Regions from separate parts of the Mus musculus genome. Here all the other regions are linked to region 1. A link is a contact called in public Hi-C and promoter capture Hi-C data. All regions are on one chromosome and are shown on one strand. Each heading gives the region's core, a stretch centred on a gene start, on an enhancer-like site or on the middle of the called end of the contact. The rest is flanking DNA. Distances are from core to core; before and after follow the strand shown. Region 1 holds the start of Gabra1 (gamma-aminobutyric acid (GABA) A receptor, subunit alpha 1). Region 2 holds the start of Gabra6 (gamma-aminobutyric acid (GABA) A receptor, subunit alpha 6). Region 3 overlaps Gabrg2 (gamma-aminobutyric acid (GABA) A receptor, subunit gamma 2).

Region 1 (4,717 bases), core at 512-3,011:
GTAGTGACCGGTTTTGACACACAGGAGTAGACTATGACAGGGTATCTTGGATAAATATCATTATGTGAAAATATTGCATCCAAATGGCACAATGGTAATTCTTTCTTTAAAGCATGTTTTAACATCTGTTTTGAAGAGGAAACAACTTCTCTTAACCCTATTAATCGCCACTGATTCTAGAAAAGGAAAGAAAGTCTTGAATGGGTGAGAGAATGAGATTCCCATGGCAAGACACCATAGCTCTTGCACTCTTCTCATATTTGCAGAAAAACAAACCTGCCGTGGCACTTCAGTTGTGGAGGAAGAAAGTTTCTTGCGAATACAAACAGAACAGTTGAAAGGCAGCACGAAGCTGTCTCTTGCCCCCTTTCCACCTCCATCCTTCCCCTCTCTAGAAGCATGCTCCACTACCCACCTCCCCTGCCACCCAGAGCAAGTAAGTTCAGCTTCTCATTTCCAGAATGGGAGAGACCCCTACACCAGAGGGCATTTCAGCTGTGGTGGCTGGAAAGGGGAGAAGAGACGTGTTCAAGCAGGGTGAGCCAGTCTTCCCTAGAATGGAGCAGGGTGACAGGTTTTTGGTCCTAACCTCTTAACTTTAGCTGATGGCAACCCCCAGAGCCACTCCCCAACTCACCGCAGCTCCCCTTGGACAGAAAAAAAGAAGAGGAAAAGAAAAGAAAAAAGAGAGAAAGGAAAAAAAAGAAGAAGAAAGAGAGATCAAAACAACATGTCACCACCCACCCCTCAGGGTACATTCTAATCTTCCTTAAAGAGGAGAGCAGGAAGAGAGAGAGAGAGCGAGAGAGAAAAATCTACTCCTATAAGGCTGCAGTTTTCACCCTGAAAGAAGAAAACATTCCTTGTTTCTACCTGCTCCCAGCTTCAGCTCCTGTCCTGCTCCTGCTCGCTTCCCTGCTAGAACATCTCTGCCTCTCCAGCTAGGACAAAGGCAGGTTGCAAGCACTGGGCGATCGTGGTCCGAAGTCTCACTTACCTCGGGGCCCCCTCTGGGCACCGGATCGCTCCAGACCCGGGAGAAAAGTGTGGGAGAGAGGATCGCGGTGAGTCGGAGCTGCGCGAGTCTGCGAGCGCGGGCGCGCCGGGCGGAGGGCGTCCTCGCGCCGCGCTCACTCACACGGTCTGAGGCATCATGGACTCTGCGTGCTCCTGCACTGGAGATTTCATACCCAAATTTGCTTCCCAATATCCAATCTGCAGCTATACAACAAAAGATTTCTCTGTACCAAGACAGTAGTAATACGTCCCAGCGCAAACCGGATGTGAAATAGGCGGTGACTTCATGCCAGAGAGATTTTATTTTAGAAAGGAAGGTGGTACCAGCCACTGGATCTGGACACCAATCCGCCCATTTTTTATATGCAGCGCAATTTAACTTGCACTCTGGCCCTAATCCCCATCTCTGTAGCTGCCGGCTCAAATCCTTCTTCAATCTGCTGCAAGCATTCCTCTATTTTGGGGGGGAAGGGGGACTGAAAAATGGGGGAAGGGAAGGGTAGAAAGGGTTAGAGATGGGGGCCACTCTTAGGATCTTTTCTCTCTTGATATTTATGAGCATACTCTTCTAAGGTGTGCTCATTAAAGCACAACCGATCCTTGTAACTCTGCTACCTCTGATCAAATATTTAACCACTGCATTCATATGAATGAACGCAAGCTAGGAAGCAGGGAGATGTAGGCTTACACGTGTGGAGAGCGCTCTGTCCTCGACTTGCTCTCCCTCGCACACTCCCACACATATGGCTAAATCCCTGCTTGTTGCAGAACCAGGACGAGTGAGGGACAGTAGGAAGAACCCTGTTTGCTAGGGAACGGCCCCTGGGCTTAGAGTCCTTCATACTTTGTCAGATTCCGAGTGCTTTGCATCCCGCCTTTCATCTACAGCATAGAGGACAGCCAGACAGGCTTCGCAAACGGGTTTTTAACCTTTGCGTGCGTTGTCCTGAAAAAGCACAGACTCCCTTAACTCTGAATTTTGCAAGGTTTTCGAACACGGAATATTTAACTTCGCATAAATCATTTCTGGGTTTGAGAGGCACATCTCCATTTCCGGAAACATGCCTTTGCCTTGAACTCCATCGTTTTCGGTTCAGAAAAATGGGGGGGGGGGAATTTTTAGAAGTCAGTGGGGGGAAAGCTTCTACTTTGTTTTTTCTTCTCTGTCCTCTTTTCTTACCTTCCCTGAGAGTTCTTCACCCACAGATAACTATACATGCAGGATGTGTGTGTGTGTTTGTGTGTGTGTTTGTGTGTGTGTGTGTGTGTGTGTGTGTGTGTTCGACATGTTCCTGAGGGATTTTCAGGGACTGAGCAATGACTGTGGTTCCTTGCTGGGTTTTTGTGAATGGCTTCTAGCTCAGGTCATGGGTGCTGTCTTCCTCAGGGTGCTAGTAGACAATGGCCAGCACCTCCAAGAGCTGCTTTTCAGCACTTTAAAACCACATGGGGAGGAGGTGCTGAAAAATATGAGGCATCCTTATGCCATTCATATTTCTGGTAGATGAAGTCTGAATTTGGGTAAACCCGCTGACCATTTTCTTCTAGTGGACTTCTGGCCGAGGAGAAATTTAAAATAGAGGCTGAGTGTTGTCCAAAACATTAAAGGGGGGGGGGGGGGGGACTAATTAGCCAGCACCAAACACTCCTGTGTTTAGCATTCTACAAGTTGTTCTTGGCGTATGCTGCAAGGAAATCAGTTTATAAGATGAAACCTTAAGCTATGCAGTTGCAATGACGTGGCCTTCACAGTCAAGGACCACATTCATAATGTGACTTTGTTCTCTGGCTTTTGGGGGGTGAATTGCTGACAAGGAATTTTCAAGATAAGCGTTTGGAAGGTGGGGTTGAGGACTGACTCGAGGCATCTCTCTTTAAACAGTAATAATTGCCCGCAAAGCACACAACAAGGGTCGATGCACTCTCAAATACCAGCGAATACTGCCATTCCCTTGTGTGGCAGAGCTCCATTTATCAATTAGTTACTTGTTCACTGGGCAGCTTGTAAAGCAAGACTAACTTTACTGAAGTCCTGAAGCCCCAAGTTACCAACTATAAAGCACTTTCTCATCTCTCCAGTCTGCTAACTTTCCATAGTTTCAATGCCATAAAAAAACAAAACAAAACAAAAAACCAAAAAACCAATAGTCATAAAATATAACATTTTTTTTAAAATGTCTTTCCTTCTCCTGACAAAATTGTTGTAACTTCTTTTACAGTTCTCAACAAATTGGGGGAAATTTTGGCTTTTTCCTCTCATGTCACACAACTAAATCTCTCTATTGATTAGATTTTGCAAACACTTGGCTCTGAAATTTTATTATTTGAGAAAACTCTCTGAGAACAATTTCAATCATGTACTGCTTTATGTACCACTATAGCTACATGTAACTCTACAGCATTTCCATACCCTAGAAAAATACATGAAGAATTATGGAGCTAGAGTGTTAATGCAGAAATGAGAATGCCCCTTAAAATAAAATACAACATAGAGCAGATTGCATATACATTACATATTACATATACATCATTCTCATAAAATATATTATTTAAAATACCAATAACTTGACAATTCCCAAAACATTACCCAACATTGTAAACAATTAATGAATTTATAGTTTCCCATCTGAGATATTAATATATCCACATATTTCTAGATATTAAAACACAAAAATTAATAAAAAGAAAACTATTTTATAATGTCCCATTCTATTAATGATTTTTGACAGCTGCTGGCATTACAGTTTTCCTGTTACATCTGGAATAAATCCTTTCAAAGTGTGTATACCTGACAAAATAACTTATTGAAATAGCAAAAATTATGATTTCTAACATTTCTGAGTGTTTACTTTGTAAAATTATATCCCAATTGTTTAGCATAGCACATTCAACTTCTTTCTTAAAACAAATCTTAATATGGCCGTTTTACAAATCTTTCATATTCGTGGCTTACAAACATCAAAACATTTGCCCAAGGTCATTTGGATCATGAGTTATCAATTTTAGTATGGAATCTAAATTTCAGAATTCAGGTTCACTTGTTCATTCATACTTACTCACAACTGTTTCTTCACTGCGAGTTCCTGTGCCCCTACAAATGTGCCCCTACACATATATTTGGCCATTTAGGTTAGTCACAGATATCAATGCACATTTTAATTTCAAAACTATAGAAATTTATCTAGTATTAAAAGTTAACAAAAGATTGGGGAGTAAGTAAATATTTATAACAAGAGTATTTAGTTTGAAGACAAGTGTGCTGAGAACATACAATTTCACTTTTATTTCAGATTTTTATTGTTATTTACCATCTTTCTCATGAAACCAGTGGCCAATATCCCCAATACCAATAGTTTTCAGCAGGAGGGCTCTGAAGTCAAACCTAGAATCAGAGATGCTAGGCAGGCCAAATACCTTCGTCTCTAGTGTTACAGTCTGGTACACATTGCTTTTTCTGTCATTTTAAATGGCAGAAAGCCCTGACCTAATTGAACCCATGACACTGAATCTACTCAACAGAAAACTGCTTTTACTTTATCAACTAGAAGTGTAGTTAGTGAGAGAAAAATAATGAATGTTCTCACTCGTTCAGTGACGTTTTTAACATTTACAAATATCTGAGTAAAAATAAAACATAAATGAAAATAAACCAGCTTTATTGACATTCAAAAAAAGATAGTGGCATGGCTCAGATATATGT
Region 2 (4,306 bases), core at 1,585-4,084, 140 kb after region 1:
TTCCTTCTCACATGTCACTCACCTTCATGATGGGAGCAGAGGACAACACTTCCACACAGTGAGATCCAAATAATATGAACCTTCATTGATTCGCAGAATAATGCTCCATACTATGGATTTATGATGTTATTAGAGAACTTACAAGAAAACATTACCATAATTATTTTTAAAAGAAATTTAAATATTTAATATAAATACCTCAGCTTTGATTTTTAAACCAAGGCTTTACAGGACAATGTTAATTTTTAAAATGTAATTATAAGGCCATCACAGAAGTCAATGACAAATACCTTGCTACTATATTGAAGCATTGCATTAATTTTTTGCCTACTCTATGATACTTATTTATATAAATAGTGATTAATTTTTAAAAGCATATTTCAATACAGAATATATTTATACAATCATCAATAATCCATTGTAATGATTCTATTTCACAAAATAATCGGAGAGGCACATACGACATAAATACCACTGCGATACCAAGTGTCATACTTGTTTATTCTTGAAATAAAGAAAAATTTGAAACAAAAAATGATACTAAAATAACAAGTATCCTGAGTGTAGTGACTCTTCCTTTATGTCTCAAGATTTTTATTTCTCAATGGAGCCTCTTCCTCACTTTCTACCCCTCTTCTGTATCTTCCTTCTTTCCTCCCTTCTGTCAATCTCCATCCCCCCTTTTCCCTATCTTTCCCTTTTCTTATCTTTTTGGCTCCCATTTACTTTATTTTTTATCCCTCTTTTCTTTATTTTTTCATTTCTTTCATGTCAAATCTAAAGTAGGAAAGTAAATTACCAGAAATTGTCTTATTTATACAGAATTACAATTTCCCCAGAAAAGCTAATGGCATACTTTTAAAAAGACATTTATGACAGTTTCTGTCTTGGTGTTTGTCTTGGGAGAAAAATACTACCTGGAAACCGGGAAAAGAATATCATGATACACTTTGTTCAGAAAGACGGCTTCAGGCTTTCATTGCCACTTTCCATAAATACCCTCTTACGAATCTACAGCCATCTGTACCTGGAACAGAGTCTCTAGAACACCCACTGATGCATCCGCAATGAACAAGGTGGAAGGCATGAACCTATCCAAGTGACTTCTTCACTGTTTGGATGAGATGCTCTCATGATGATACATAACAAATAATAGGCGTATATCAGCATCACGCTCATCAGTATATTCTACATGGCAAGAAACTTTAAAAGAACTTTTTGCTAGTCATTGCATGACATGTGAATGGAAGAGAGCCTGTAATATTAAAAACAAACTCAACTTCAAGTATCCAAGTAGAGCCAGTATCCTGCTTTAATGCACACGCATTTCTAGAAGTATTCATGTTATGTGCAGAGATGGACAGTAATGCCTGTAACCATTAGACCTAGAACAGCTCTCTTTCCTAAATAAAAGTATCCGGTGTACTCACCATCTCCACATCTGACACAGGTCCAAAGCTGGTCACATAGATGTCTGTTTTGACTTCTGTTACAGCACCTGAAATAATCCAAGAAGGTCAGGGCTGTTAATCTGTGCACTGTTAAGAGAACACGATGAGTCCATAAAACCTTTTCACATACCTGAAAATCAAAGCTCTGCCTGTTTCCACCCACTTCTAGTGGATGACCTTTAGCTTTCCAACTGTGAAAAGTCATCCAATTACTCTATTTTACATTCATTCTATTCACACCAGGGGACTTTCAAGGGATGGAAAATGACAAGATTGGTGTGCTTTAATACTAAGTATTACTACCATGACTAATGGTAATAAGACATTGGTACTGATAGCTTTCAAAGGACAAACAGTAAGAAAATTGGCACATATGGAAAAGCCCTTTCTATATTCACACAAGCCTGTGAGTCAAGTATGTCCACGAAAACACACACACACACACACACACACACACACACACACTCCTTCATTTAGGTCAGTAAGGCTTATAGAGTTAAGATAACTTACATATGGTCAGTGATTGAGGAAGGAGTGAGGAAGAGATGGCAATACACACATGAAGCCTTACTACCCCTCGCCTTTACCAGCTGGTAAGGGACCTTCTTTCTGACTCCTCTGGGTCCGAGAATGGTTATAAAAGAGGAAGGAAAGTTCAAGCATTTGGTCTAATAGAAATGCAGTATTTTACTTACCCCCAAATCCTGGCCGTAGACGGTTGTCATAGCCTTCCAGCAAGTTGTCAAGAATCCGACTGACATTTTCAGAGTAGAAGTTGCCTTCATCTTCAAGTTGAGCTTGGGCATTTTCTAGCCTGAAGGTGGAGAGTTAAAAATTCTCACACCTGGCCTCAGAGAAAATACTTTGTTTCATGAATGCTAGTTTATCCTATAATAGACACCAGCCACACTATCCCTCTTTTTTGTTTTGTTTTGTTTCATTTTGTTTTGCTTTTCACTATGCAATATAAAATTCACCCAATGGCTATATGCTCTCCTTTCCCTCTAAGATAAAAGGGAAATAATAAGAAAAATCTTCTTACCATAGAATAATGAAGAGCCAGGGGAGAAGCAAGACCATCCTATGGTTCACTGGGATGCCCGGTCACCCTCCTGTTTTTACCTCCCCTCAGACAGATCTCCTTTGACAATCACCTGGAGAAGTCTTCCAAATCCTTCATATTCCTCATCCCACTCTGTGACCAGTCAGCAATCGAAAGGATGAATGGTTTGCCAGAAAAACGTTAGGGGTTCCCCTTCTTTTTTGTCTTATTTCTGTCTTTTCTCACGGATTAGAGTTGTTTGTGGTCTTAGACTAAGTCCTGCAGATACCCAGCCTCCTCTGACTGGTTCAGATCAAAAGTGGAGAGTCAGAGCAATGACAATAATTGACTAAGGCAGATTAAAAGGAAGAAATCCACGGCTAGTTTTGGCATGGACTTCGAATGGGCTGTGAGGAAATCTGGAAAGCAGTGGTATCTTGCTGATTGAGATTATGTTCCAATGGGCTCAGCATTTATTATTTCTATGGTTCACAGAAGGAATCCTACATAGCCCTGATGGAAAAGTCAAATACTGGGGATTTTCCTGGATTCTTGTGGCTCTTCCTTGACTTTTTTTGACTATAGGCATCCTTGTAATGAAAAATAGTCCTTATGGGTGACTGATTAATAGGAAAAGGATTTTTTAAACTATTTTCAATAGTAAGAAACAAAAACAATAAAAACCAAACCAACCAAACAAACAAAACAGTATATAACATCTGCAAAATTATGATACATGTGTGTGTGTCTACATGTTGTGAAAGCCACCCTTCATACATTCAGAAGACAATATATGTGAATGTCTACCTGAGGTAAGGGTCAAATATACACATTCAGATGGTTACATATTTTACATAAAGTGAAATCCCTCCTCTATGTACCCCTCGGAATTGGGGCAAAAAGATCTGTTAGGAGCTGTAAATCATATTTTCTGTGGATCCAGGAAGAAAAACTAAGTCAAGAACATTAAAATGGTGACAGCTTCAGGAGATGTTGGAACATTTATTTAGCATTTTGGCTACAAATCAAGCATCAGAAATCCCCTACAGAGACAATTTCCTTCTTTTGGACAGCATAAAATATTTATCTCACAACTATCCATGTCGATTTCTTTTTTTTGGCAACCACTTGTTTTCTTTATTCTATATGTTAGTAAGAAATCTAGTCTCTTAGGATTCTTAACAATACTGATATCGATGCACTGAAATTTTCAAGAGAAAATGAGAAAAAGTATGTTCCATTTCCATATAGTATTTTGGCTTTCTGCATGATTATACCGGCACAGCTTTGTGTATATAAAATGTATTATCAAAGACTATTAGCAACAAAAGGAAATATTAAGCAGAATGGAAAACCTGGTGCTGAACACTAAATGGCATTTCTTAGATACAAAACAAAGAATATGTATGAGTGTATATGTGTACTTATAATACAAGTCAGCAATGAGCAAATATGCATTCAAAGAAATGAAATACTTAATATCTGTATAAAACTGCATCTTCAGCAACACACATCTTCTATGTCTTTCCATTAAACATTCCAAACAAACAAACAAACAAAAAACAAAACAAAACAAAACAAAAAAAAAAACAAAAAAACAAAAGCAGTGAAGATATCTCAGTTAATCCTTGCCTAGCATGCATGAGTCACAGAACTACCTTTCTAACATGTATGAAACCTGGTATGGTAATAGACACATGTAACCCCAGCATTGGGGAATTAGAAGATGAAAAGTCAGAAGTTCAGAGGCATCCTTGGCCTCACTGTGATCTGAGGCTAGCCTATGAGACAGATGACCCATATTTCTAAGACA
Region 3 (4,359 bases), core at 435-2,934, 220 kb before region 1:
GGTGATTGGTTAGTATTGGGAACTAATACTATGATGGGGAACTGATGCACGCCATATCCATAGAGTGAATTCTGGAGCATGTTGTACTGTTCAAGGAGTTCTGCTTCTCTTTGCTTAATTTACAAGGCACACACCTTCGCGGAGAGAGGCTGACAACAGGGACATGCCTTAATAAGCAGCCGACATAGTCCAGATAAGAACAGACACATTTGTGAACTAGGACAGTGGCAGCGGCAACAGAAAGGAGGACAGTTACACAAGAGATTTCAGAGGCATAAGTGCCTTCATGAATCATTAAGTGTGGGAGGCAGAGACATGACTCTGAGTGTTCATGCCTGCCTCACGGGGGCCACGGTGGTGCTGCCACCAGATAATGAACCATCAAGAAGAGATGAAGTTTGGAAGGAGGATTCTTAGATCAGGATTCATGATAGTGTCGTAAGTGAATTGAAGGTACTCACTACGGGCTACACTAATCTACCACCCGGAAAATATTTTTCTCCAGGGATCGCACAGAGGTACTGAGAGTAAATAAGATGATTTAAGAACTACGAAGAAGCAAGCAATGACCTAACTGGTGAGGAATTCTTTCCTGTACAAACTTCCCCATCATTTGTGTGTGTGTGTGTGTGTGTGTGTGTGTGTGTGTGTGTGTGTGTGGTATTAGTTGTAGTACATTTAGCCTTTTCTTCCTCTTTTTCAATATACTCAGTTTTGGGAGCACAAACATATATACACACATACATACATAAGTACATACATATAAAATTTATGTTTATTATACTTCACAGTAACTTCTATTCATAGTAACTGATTCTGACTTCTTTTGCTAATTTAAAAAAAGCATCAACTTAGCTATAAATACAGTAATCTAATTTTAAAAAGGTAACACTGAACATATGGCTTCCAATCTAGCCATGACGAGCAAGGGACCACTTTCCTCAATCTTTCCAGATTCTACATGTGAACAGCATTAAAGTAGTACACAAAATGCCCCTCTACAATCAGGGTGTCATCCGTTCTGAGAATGCTCTGGGCATGTTTGATGTTAGCTTGATGTCAACCAGAAACATACTGGCTTTGATATGTCACTTTATCTAATCATTCATTTACCCTCCTCCTCCTCTAACCAAAGCTACAGATAACTCTGGTCTTACTGCTGCCATCGATGATGCTATGCAATCACTCAGTTTGCAATGCAATGCATTCCATGCTGTTCTCCGTCTGCCCATCACTCTCTTCAGACTCACAGCACCTTCTATTAGTTATTTTACATTAATAGATTTTCCAGGATCAAATTGTTGCAAGAATCAAGCCGTGCTATCTGTACTGATATTAATTTTCAATCCTTTGTTTTCAATGAGGCCATTGAAATAGAAATGCACAAAAAGGAAGGACAACGAGTAGAAAGAAATGATAAGTTTTCAATCTAGCCACCCACCATTAAACGAAGCCATTGTACCAACCTGGTATTTTCCTTTCCTACTGCTTCATTGTGGTTTCTTCCTTCGAAAGATTAATTTTCCTATGGGACCTTGGTAACTTGTACTGTGTGAGAAGTGATTAGATAATTCTCTTCTGCACATATATCTTAATAAGTGCCCTCAGGCAGCATCCAAGTGACACTGAGGGCAGGGGATTATACTAGGGATTTAGGATGCAGCATCAGCCTTCGTCAGCTGCCATTTGTGCTGAACATCTTGCTGGAACAAAATGACTAAACAAATGTGTGCTAGTCATGAGTTTGTGATTCTGTTTTAGGGTGCTGGGATAAATATAGAAATATGGATATACAGCAGAACTTAATCCCAGCTTCTCTTTCTGGAAGAGATAACGACTGGAGATTATTTTAGTATTACTTTTACAGATGGGAGGCTTTAGTGAAAAGGTAGCCTTGAGATTTTGTTTTATTCTGCCTGAAACAAATGAAAAATCAAACTGGTGTAGTACATTATGATCAGTATGCCTGAAAATCCAGGAACAGAAGGTCACCTTTCTAAGCACTGCTTTGACCTTTGTGCTTGCTTGTCTAAAACAAAAGTGGCTTTAGAAGAACCTTGTGGGTGGTAAAAACAGTGCAGGGATCAGAGCCCTCTCTAGTTTGGAGAGTGATGTGTTGAAGGCCGATTTCTAAATACCAGTTTTGTTTAGTTTCTGAATCTATTCATCTCTGAGCAACAGATAAGATACCTTCCATATTATTCAATACAAAAATTATGTCCTATGAATATATGAAAAGGAATCATTGGAAATCTGATAGAAACTTAAGTACATAATTAAGGCTTGCCTTAGTATTAATAGTAAGGTGAGAACATAAGGTTTATGTCTGAAATGGGGGTATTTTTTTACTTGACATAACACTGAGTTGTTGGAACCCTATGCACAGAGCTTGATTTCAGCTTTTCAGAGTTCAGACTGACTACATATATGTATAGTTGGTTTTTGCTACTTTGTGGATTCTTCCTTTTCTCATCATTGATACCCTGGTTTCACCGTCTAGAGAGGTAAGAAAGAAGGATAAAGGGGAGAGAAATAGAGAGATCCTTGGATCTAGTAACTTTCTTCTTGTTTCTTCTTTGTCTATGACTACTAACAAACTGCAATCAACCCCATTGAATGACCAAAACTACCACCATCACCTCTCAGGGCCCTAGTGTGTGTGTATACTCTGAAAAGTTCCTAGAATTCCAAATGTCATACAATCGCAGAAGCTACCAGCAGCTCGTAAAACCATGCCTCTGCTAGAGCACAAAGCAAATCATAGTCAGCTGCTGAGGACAGTCTAAAGAAGCCCCACATTCCTACACCTGGGATTAAATGGAAAATACATTCTTAAAAATATTTCTGCATTTTTCAAAGTAACAAAAATTCCAGAATTGTCACCACAGATATGAAACATTCCTTATCTCAAAATACGTCTAACTTGTTCCCATGGAGGGTTTTTAATCTATAAAGCATACCATCTAGATTAGCTACTTTTATATTACTGTGCTGAGACACTATGACTAAGGCATCTTACAGAAGAGTTTACTGGAGGCTTACAATTTTAGTGGCTAGTCAATGGCCATCATGATTAGGAGCAAGCAGGCAGGCAGCATGCTGGAACAGTAACTGAGAGCTTGAATATTGAAACACAACCATGAGGCAGAGCTGTGAATGCCACAGGCTTTTGAAATCTGAGATCCCACCCACAACAGTGCACCTGGAATTAGTTTGGGTTATTTTTGTCCATGAGGAAAACCAAAGAGGAGAAAAGGGTTCATTTGACTTGTATATCCTGAGTTCCTGATCACTGAGGGAAGCCAGGACAAGAAATCAAACCAGCTGGATACTGGACACAGAAGTGGACAGGCCATAAAGAGTGAATGTTGTTTATCTTTCCCTGCTCTCTGTGACTTGCTCAGTTTGTTTTTGTATAGCACCAAGGACTAACATCCAAAGGATGGTACCAGCCATATTGGACTGGATCTGCCCACATCTATCATTATCAAGAAAATACCCTACAGTCTTGCTTACAGCCCAATCATATTCAAGCATTTTCTCAGTTCAGACCCCCTCCTCGCTGATGGCTTATCATGTGTCAAATTGACATAGAACTTTCCAGTATATATTTCCTCCAAGTCTATACCTCCTGATCCTGCTTAAAGAGTTCATGGAACTGGGGACCAAATATTCAAACATGAGTCTGTGTTAAGCAGTCTTATTCAGACCATCCCAGCATTAAAAGTCATGAGATTTCATTTTCAAATATTGACTTTCAGCTTATTTTAATAATTTAATGTCCTGTGTGCACTTAACAATTGCAGTGTTAGAAGTATTTAATGATTGACAGCTTCCTAAATGCCAGTATCATTTTATGGTGTGTGTGTGTGTGTGTGTGTGTGTGTGTGTGTATACATGCATACAGACTCAGTATTTATTTTAATACATATAAAATATTTGGAAATGTTAGTCCCATGAGAGTTTCAGATAATGTCACAGTATCTATAGCTTATCATTGATGTTATTGTGACTTTAGACAGATCTATCTAGTACATAAAGTTTGTTATCTTATTCAGTTTGGAGCCAGTATAAAACTATTAAATTGAACAGTGATTTCTAGACACACTATTCAGTTGCCCATATGAACTCACAGAATTGTGACAGTAACAGCACAAAGGCTGTGAAAGCTCTTCTGGCTATGCCAGAAGAAATCCTGGCATAGTGGGTGAGTTACCCTCTAGATGAAGAGCTATTGTTGTTTCATAGGCTCTAGGGAAGGAGATTTTGGTTCTGTTTGTTTGTCTGTGTCATGATGGGACTTCTGATAGACTAATCTTTACACATCAGAAAGACCATAATCCCAATGCTAGTTGGGTC

What was found. Promoter capture Hi-C pulls out the DNA fragments that hold promoters and counts their contacts. A called contact is a pair of places that touch in the nucleus more often than the background predicts.
Region 2: a contact with region 1 is called in a Hi-C map of brain, with 9 times the contacts expected there. The contact joins the promoter of Gabra6 here to the promoter of Gabra1 in region 1. A contact is called at or near these places in 4 of 484 Hi-C or Micro-C datasets (brain, cerebellar granule neurons and cerebellum) and 1 of 9 other capture datasets (adipose tissue).
Region 3: a promoter capture Hi-C map of hippocampal neurons shows a contact between it and region 1, with 2.0 times the contacts expected there. The contact joins the enhancer-like site here to the promoter of Gabra1 in region 1. A contact is called at or near these places in 1 of 39 promoter capture datasets (hippocampal neurons), 4 of 484 Hi-C or Micro-C datasets (cerebral cortex, embryonic stem cells, forebrain and 1 more) and 1 of 9 other capture datasets (embryonic stem cells).

The regions. Positions count from the first base shown.
Region 1 is chr11:42,181,169-42,185,885 of GRCm38.p6, forward strand. Gabra1 (gamma-aminobutyric acid (GABA) A receptor, subunit alpha 1) reads right to left here and starts at 1,762. Exons shown (of 10, transcript NM_010250.5): 1 at 998-1,762.
Region 2 is chr11:42,318,238-42,322,543 of GRCm38.p6, forward strand. It overlaps Gabra6 (gamma-aminobutyric acid (GABA) A receptor, subunit alpha 6), which reads right to left and starts at 2,835. Exons shown (of 9, transcript NM_001099641.2): 1 at 2,494-2,835; 2 at 2,147-2,265; 3 at 1,431-1,498. The coding sequence starts at 2,531.
Region 3 is chr11:41,962,632-41,966,990 of GRCm38.p6, forward strand. The region is part of intron 6 of Gabrg2 (gamma-aminobutyric acid (GABA) A receptor, subunit gamma 2); the gene reads right to left. A230004M16Rik (a long non-coding RNA gene) reads left to right here. Exons shown (of 9, transcript XR_388589.4): 8 at 506-577. Among named protein-coding and RNA genes, the nearest start is that of Gabrg2, 36 kb to the right of the region's middle. Within about 2 kb of position 1,685, at least 6 of the 459 cell types and tissues checked have an H3K27ac peak or open chromatin away from gene starts, as enhancers often do. A contact at or near this core is called in hippocampal neurons, where this site is marked.